Regions from separate parts of the Zea mays genome. Here all the other regions are linked to region 3. A link is a contact called in public Hi-C data. All regions are on one chromosome and are shown on one strand. Each heading gives the region's core, a stretch centred on a gene start, on an enhancer-like site or on the middle of the called end of the contact. The rest is flanking DNA. Distances are from core to core; before and after follow the strand shown.

Evidence for each region. A called contact is a pair of places that touch in the nucleus more often than the background predicts.
Region 1: a contact with region 3 is called in a Hi-C map of endosperm, with 2.3 times the contacts expected there. The contact joins the enhancer-like site here to the promoter of LOC100382195 in region 3. A contact is called at or near these places in 2 of 25 Hi-C or Micro-C datasets (endosperm and leaf).
Region 2: a Hi-C map of endosperm shows a contact between it and region 3, with 2.9 times the contacts expected there. The contact joins the promoter of LOC100217071 here to the promoter of LOC100382195 in region 3. A contact is called at or near these places in 6 of 25 Hi-C or Micro-C datasets (ear, endosperm, leaf and 2 more) and 1 of 3 datasets of contacts at active chromatin or transcription factors (leaf).

What each region holds. Positions count from the first base shown.
Region 1 is chr1:28,618,203-28,620,902 of Zm-B73-REFERENCE-NAM-5.0, forward strand. No RefSeq gene overlaps it. Among protein-coding and RNA genes, the nearest start is that of LOC100217071, 30 kb to the left of the region's middle. Within about 2 kb of position 1,364, at least 18 of the 20 cell types and tissues checked have an H3K27ac peak or open chromatin away from gene starts, as enhancers often do. A contact at or near this core is called in endosperm and leaf, where this site is marked.
Region 2 is chr1:28,588,237-28,590,936 of Zm-B73-REFERENCE-NAM-5.0, forward strand. LOC100217071 reads right to left here and starts at 1,366. Exons shown (of 1, transcript NM_001143441.2): 1 at 1-1,366. The coding sequence starts at 1,313.
Region 3 is chr1:28,748,280-28,750,979 of Zm-B73-REFERENCE-NAM-5.0, forward strand. It overlaps LOC100382195, which reads left to right and starts at 1,427. Exons shown (of 11, transcript NM_001174954.1): 1 at 1,427-1,711; 2 at 1,795-1,847; 3 at 2,115-2,262; 4 at 2,399-2,506. The coding sequence starts at 1,496.

The sequences.
Region 1 (2,700 bases), core at 114-2,613, 130 kb before region 3:
TTTAAGAGTTATGATCTTCTGAAGATTTATGTGTTAGATAATAAACAAGTTAAGTGCAAAATTTTACCATATGTTTCATAACAAAATAAAGTTGCTAGATGATAAACAATATTAATGTGAATTTAATGGAACTGGAATGGATCAAACAAGAGTTAAAACGAATCACTTATGAATTAAACAAGTTTCTAGAATTATTTATATACTAAAAATTATTTTCAGCATTAATTTATCTCATTTTATTTACTATATGGGCTGCTGCCAAATTCTGGAGTTCCCTAGGGTCAAATCTGCAAAATCCAGGGCCTATGTGGAATTACTTTTACACAGCAGTGGACTATGGGTTGATATATAACAACCCTAGGGGCTCTTTTAAAAACTATCCGACCGAAGGGTTATCTTGTGATCCTAGCGGTCTGATCTATATCGGATGGTCAAGATTAGATCTGCATTATTATGAACCGATATGCGATTTACACCTAGGATCATGGATCTATGGTCATGACATGCAGACGCCCAGAGCCGCACCGATCTAACTCGACGGCCCTGATCTGATCACAGCGTACAGAAACGTTAACTTCTAATCTCTACCATCCGTTGCGGATCAAACGGTCCCCGGTCCTCCTTATAAATCAGCGTGCAATCACAGCCACACGTCTCGCAATCGATGGCTCAGATTCACCCGACCACATCCGATGGCTAGACCTAATTTAAACAGTTGAATATACGATCGACGATGGCGTGGTCATCTTCATCCTCCAGCCACACCAAACGGCGGAATAGAGCCTGCGCGGCGTACGCACACTGGAGACCCGTCCTAGAGCGACACCACACCAATAGACCCCCAGATCGATCCTACATGATTACTAGGCTAAAGGTATCCGAGTGGGGAAGGACTCACCTGAGATTCGGCAACGGGAAATAGTTGTCCACACACCATGCAAATCCGCGGCCAAGTCCGGGCAATGGCGAGGAATTACGGGCACCCCGATGGCTCCCGGTCTCCCTAGTTGTCACCACTATGAGCGCGATATCGTGATGAAGATCCCGACTCCAATCTAGGCGCCAAACTACCGCACAATCCAAGTATGGCGTGGTGTCCCTCAACTCCGGCGAGAAGTACCCCTTCCCCCCGCTCCGAGCACGCTAACGTAGAATCTTTGGGATTAGCGTGAGATGGATGAGGAGCACCTGGCGACCGCATGTATACTCATGTCCAAGATCTGAACCCTAGGACCCAGGACGGATTCCACAACCAAATCCCAAGATCCGCGCGTGCACGAGTTCGTCCAGTTCTGTTGTGAGGTTGATGAGCTGATCCGGTGGGACCCACGTGATAGAGACACAAAGCCTGGCGCGTTGGATGATGGTTGAGCTGTGTTCGCAGGGTGAAGGGCTGACGGGCGGGGTCCTGTTGTCAGCGCATCAGCAGGTGGCGGGCTGCGTGGAGAGAAAGGCGAAATGGGCCGAAAACGCGAATTAGGGCCCGTCTAGCTCTCTTTTCCCTTTCTTTTCCAAATTCAAATATTCAAGCCAAATTCAAATTTCTGTTTTGAATTTCAGATTTCCAATCTCAAATATAATCCTAATGTAAATATACATCCTATTATTTGCAATATTATTATTTATTCTCCTTCCTATTATGTAATTATGGAAGGAATAATGACCCTATTCCCTTTCTTTTTACTCATTTTTTATTTTTTATTTTCATTTATAATTTAAATTCAAATTTTAAATTATGGTTCCTTTGTTTTGATAGAACACATTTTCAATTGTCTAAATCTTTATCAAGATATGATTTAGCTAACATTATTTTATTATAACCATTTACTTTTTAGAAAGGGGTGAACTCTAAAGTTTTAATTATTTATCAAGGGTATTTTATTTTGATTATCATTATTTTTTATTAAAGGATTTCCTTAAATCACAAGTTAGGATTTTGGGTGTTACACGTTGATATAGCTGATCTGAAAGCAAAGTTTTCCTAAGAGAATGGCCTTAATGTTGAGTCTGTTAATGAACATAAGCTCGTCAAAGAACTTAAATCTCATCGTGATTTGCACTTCCATAAATTAGCGAAAATCTCTGAGACCCAGGAGGTATCAAATTTACCCTTATAATATTTTTAACAGAGTAAACTACACCACCAGAAACCATTGCTCAATTGTCATCATGATTATCATTAAACTCATGACCATCCAATAAATCTAGGTCTTCCAATTCATTAAGAGCCTAGGTAGATAGAGGAAGATTGAATATAGATGATAGATCTGAAGCATCAAAGACTTTTTTTAACCGATAAACAAGGGGCAGAGATAAATGATTCTAGGTTGGGATATTTAGACCTGAGCACCTCTTCAGTCCAATTATCATTCTAGAAAGAGGTAGAATGTCCATTTCCAATAAAACTTCTAACAACTTCCCTGTATGAAGGATTAAGCCTAGAGATATCCTTCCACCAAGGGGGTCCTTTCTGTTTGCAGAAGTGAGGGGCCTTTCAAACATAATAAGAATCCCAGATGAACTTGACCTAAGGAATGTCCATGTGAGGGTATCAATCACTGTTATGGGGAGGAGTTCTATCATCAATCAAATGTCGCAGATACTCAGTGTCTACTAGCAAAATAAGAAGAGTGTGGCTTTCCAGGTATGCTAGAAAGTATTGATTGCATGCATTGGCAATGGAGGATGTCGATACCCTGA
Region 2 (2,700 bases), core at 116-2,615, 160 kb before region 3:
AATTCTATGAGGATCCCCCTGTCGACAACCTTCCTTCCCAATGTTGATGCCTCATGAATGTGGCCTTCCTCACACAGCCCAAGCAACAAGGTACCATACACATCAGAGTCACACAGCACCCCGTTCTCCTCTATCACTCCCAGCCAGTAGCAAGCATCCAACGATCTCTTCCTTATGCACAGTTCCCTCACCATACAACTGCCAGCGAGTGGGGTCAGCTGCACCCCTTTCGTCATCATCATCCGTGCCAGTCCTTCAGCTTCTTCTCCCATGCCAACCTTCCACAAGGAAACGAGTAGAACATTGTAGCACTGTGTACTCGAAACACTCCCATCACCAATTACACGCTCCACCACATCATACGCGTCGACAACCCTCTGCTCAGTGCAAAACCCTTCAACCAGCGTCCGCATAAAAACACGGTTTGGCATCACCCGTCTCTCTGTCATCCTATCCAGCACAGCGAGAGCCTCGACCGCCCTCCCCTTCCCGCAGAGGCATTTCACCAAACACGTATAGGTCACCACGGTGGGTGCACAGTTTGCACCAAACTCACTACCCTCCATCGCCTTCATCAGCCTCAACGCCGCATCCACGTTCCCGAAACTGCACATCCCATCGAGCACTGCCGTGTAAACCACAGCATTGGGCACACACCCGAACTCCGGCATTTTATCGATCAGCCGGTAGGCGACTTCGAATTCCCCCGCCGACGCCAATTTATGCACAGCGGCCACGATCACGGGCACGGTTGGACAAGCGCCGGACGCAGACATTATCTCAAGCACTGCCGAGACATCGCTGGCGGAGCCCGCCGCGCGGAGGGCGTGGTGGAAGCAGGCGGCGCTGGGCACGAGGTCGAAGGACCGCATGTGGCGCAGGACGGCGAGGGAGGCAGGGAAGAGACTGGCGTGAGCGGATATGTTGAGGAGGAGGGCATAGTGCGGGAGCTGGAGCGGCCGTGGGGAGGACGAGAGGAGGAGCGGCACGGAGTATGAGAGGTCGGGGAGCGAGGTGGCGAGTGAGGAGAGAGCGTGCTGGGAGGGTAGCGGGGAGGATGGGGTCAGGCGCCATAGTAGAAAGCGGAGGGAGAGAAGAGGGGAGGGGAGCAGCGGGAGGAGGTGAGGCAGCCTGCAGAGAGGGAAGGCGTCGGAGGGTGACGGGAAGGCGCGGGAGAGCGCGTGTGAGAGCGACGTGGAGGACGGCGGCGCCGAGTTGAGGACCCCTAGCAGCGCGGCGACTTCGGGGTGATCGCGGTGAGGCGGGCGGGCGGAGAGGCGGCGGCGGAGGAGGAGCGATGCGCGCGGTGGCATTTGATCGCGATTTGGACGGAGATGGAGAAGGGAAGCGCGTGCGGAGCATCCGCGTCTGTGTGGGGCTGTGGGCTGGCTCCTGGCTGCCGCCGGCTGCAGGAGTGCGAGCGGAGGAGCGGGTCGATTCGTCGTTACTCAACGCGCTCCGCTCCAATTTTTTTTTAAAAAAATATAAGGGCTAGTTTAGCAACTCCAATTTTTATAGAATTTTTATTTTTTTAAAAAAATTAGTTTATTTTTTCTTAGATCCCTTGATAATATACTAATATATAGTTTCTAAACTAGCCCTAAAAGAAAAAAATATGAGGACACTGAAGAGAACTTTCACTGTGCACTCGTCATATGCAATTAAAAAAATATTATAGCATAGTCATCAACATTTTAAAATATATTAGCTAAACTTTCACATCCATAACTACTCTATATCTTAACCATATACAAACAGCCATATTTTTTATCAATATATAAAAAATACCCACCGCGGGCCCCTATCACCCATCTCCTTTTCTTTTGTCTCGGCTGCAGTAACGTGAAAGAGAGAGAGAGAGAGTAATACAGCAGAACTGCATAGGGCCTGTTTGGTTCAGCTTTTTTCTGACCAGCTTTTCTGAAAATCTAGCTGTGGGGAGAATCTGGCTGTGTAGAGAATCTGAGTATTATTAGGATTACGTGTGGAGGAAGATAAAGGTGTCCATAGGACTCAGGATCTAGAAAGTGACAGATTCCTACTATTGCAACGACTCAACCGATTATGTGTTTATGCTAATTATGAATGGTTTTTACTTAAATAAATTTTATAGAAGCTGACTGAAAAGCTGAGCGTTTGGCAGTCCGCGGCAGCTTTTGGTGGCCAGAAGCTCCAAAAAGCTGAAACAAACGGGGGCATAGACTCTACAGTTGAGGTTGGAGAGTACCAATGGAAGGAAGCGCTAGGACATGCAGTATATGAGTGTAGTTATATTTACTGAAAATGATACTGCAGTTGGTTTTACTGTGCACAAGTGTGGACAGCCTAATGGCTTTGCAACAGTTACAACTCCTGATCTACAAAACGACAACACGAACACAACAACAACGCAAGACCAATAATAGTCCCAAGGCCCAAGCATAGCCTGCAACCTAGCTCCAAAGAGCGTAGTTGGTAGCAAATCTCAACTCCAGGCTAGGGGAGTAGAGCCAATGTTTGGTTTTTGTTTCGCAGCTGATACAATAGAGATGAAAGTGAATAACTAAATTGTTTGAACAAATTTAATATTTTAAAATAAATATATATGAAATTTGATGTTGATTTTTTATGTTATCAAGCACATTATTATAGATAAGAATATTTTTTTTACAAATTGTTTTATGCATTATTTGCTCCCTTCAACAAAAGGTGAAAAATATT
Region 3 (2,700 bases), core at 177-2,676:
GATGTTATTGTTTACTCCATGCAATATGTCATGGTACGACACGACCAATGAAGTGAACGATTATAAGAGAGTTCACAACGACTGACTGAACGAATAAAGATTATAAAATGATATAATTCTACCATACAGAGACCAAATAAGAGAAAGTTTGTGATCTCAAGTTTCTAAAATAAGTCACATGAATTCAAACTTATAAAAAAGATGGATCAAAATATGGGGTGATTGCTAAAGTCAGTCATCAATAAAAACTGGGTGCGCTCCATATAAACTATGCTACTTCGTAGCAATTACTAACGTTTAAAACTAACAAATAATCTTTTATTTTACTATTAGTGTGACAAATCATTGTTGCTCCATCCAATTCAGCAACCTCAAACACTATGAAGTCCATTGCTCCAACGTGGTCTCAAAAACGACCTAATGATTGCAAGAGACAAGAACGCTGTGCCGTGCTTGGGTTGTAGCCTCGGCCCGTAGTGCTGGCCCGGCCCGACACGATTATATTTTTTTATTTTACAAAAACGTATATACATATATACAATTTTTATTCGATTTTAAAATATCTGAGCATGATGTTCTACTGGTTAGACAGCTTCACCCAGTGTCTCCTGTCCTTATTCCATCAGGGCATGAGTTCAAACCCCACCTCATATGCATCGTTTTTAACATTTTACGCTGGTTTAATTAAATGGGCCGACGGGCTATTAAATGGGCTAACGGGCTGGCCCGACACAGTCAGCAGGCCGGCATGACGTGCCTGGGCCAGAGTTGTGGCCCGCGGGCGTCTGGCTCGTGCCGGACCGCCGTTTGACCATCTATATGAGTACAACAGATTAATTTGAAATAGCTGTGAGAGGTTATTTGTAAAAAGATGACGCAAGATGACCGTTGAAACTAAATAGTTGTGAGAGATTATTTGTAAAAAGATGACGCGGGATGATCGTTGAAACTGGTGCTTTAAGTATAGTATAGATATAGATATAGATTATTGTCGAAAGTGAAACAAGTTATGGAAATGGACTTTTTTTAATAAGGTTTAGGAAAACAAGAAATTATCAGGATAAATGTTATGGGGTAAATGAGCGACACAATTGTGATAACATGAAGTAAATGCCTGTTCCCGACATACTCAAAGCATAAATAGAACGCATGAACTCTCCATTCCGTGTTGAGTTGGTAAAGTGGTAGAATACCGGAATCAGCTTGAGCTTATCACTATCTCGTTCAATCCACCCCTAATCGATCGAACAAGATTACATGGGCTGTAATAATAATTTAGCCCAACTATGCAGCCAACAGCCCAACACCGGCACACGGTCTGCACCGCAGAAACTTTGCCTTCCCCGCGTCCGGCTACTACTGTCGGGGCGTCGACCCATATTCACTCCTCTGCCCTCTCAGATCCCGAACTACCAAACCCCCTTCTCGCCGGCGGAGGAAGGCGGGGGCGGAGAAAAGAGATCACGATCGCTAATCCGTGACGGCAGCGGTCGGGATGGCGGCGGCGCTAGCTCCGGGGGTGTCCCGGAAGTTGAAGAAGGTGCTGGAGACGCGTACGGATAACCCGGATCTGCTGGCCTCGCTGGGCGCGCTCTCCACTTTCTACGTCCAGAACACCCCGCAGGCGCGCCGCAATCTCAAATCCTCCATTGAGCAGCGTGCACTTGCCATCAATCGCCACTTCCTCGACGCCTCGCTCCCCGCCCACAAGGTGCGGTGTTGTCAGCTGCCCCTCCTTACGCAGCCGCTGTGCCCTGTTTGATGATTGCTTTGCTCTGCTCTTTCTTCATGCAGGCGCTGGATCGCGTCGAGGGGGAGGTGCACGCGCTGAACGACTCCTGGAAGAAGTGAGTTGCTTTGTTCATTGCCCTAGTGCTGTTCTCTGCTGTCTGGTCTACTTAGCTATTCCTAGTCTATTGTATCTTATCACAATATCAAAAGCTGCCATGCCATATAAAATGATATAAGATATAACTATCCCAATGTATGGTATCATAGCTTGCTTTTTGATTCTCATAGGATACTAAATACTAGCATATACGAGAGTATGAGATGTGGGCCACTTAGAAGGGTGTGCTGCTACTCGTTTATATTCTTTTTATTTGTGTTATTAGGATCGAGGAAGCATTGAACAGTTGTAGTGCAAGTACTGGGGACATCATCAGTACAACAGAGAGGTTGCAACAGGAACTTGAAGTTATCACTCAGAGGCAAGAAATTGTGTCATGCTTCCTGCGGGATTACCAACTTTCAAATGAAGAGGTCCTTTTTTTATCCAAGCAAAACTAATTGAATTATGATGTTTGTTTGCTATGTTGATGCCATTTTGTCTTAAGGCGGACATCACGATGTATTCATTCACGATTGTATGTATTGCTCTTTTATTAATGGTTAAAAGATAAATGCACTTCGGGAAGAGGAGATAGATGACAAATTCTTCAAAGCATTGCTGCATGTTCAAGAAATACACTCAAACTGCAAGGTCCTGCTGCGAACACACCACCAGGTACCATTGCTTTGTCCTCGAATTTTGGTGGCCTTGAGCCTTTAATGCCTCAGAAAGGTGGATTATTAACTGTTGAGAATAAGGTGGTCATGTTTATGAAATCCTAAAGAGAAAAACAAGGACTATGCATTTTTTAAGGAAAAACACAACATGATATCATAATTGTTCAATCTTGGATTTTTGTTTTTTTCTCT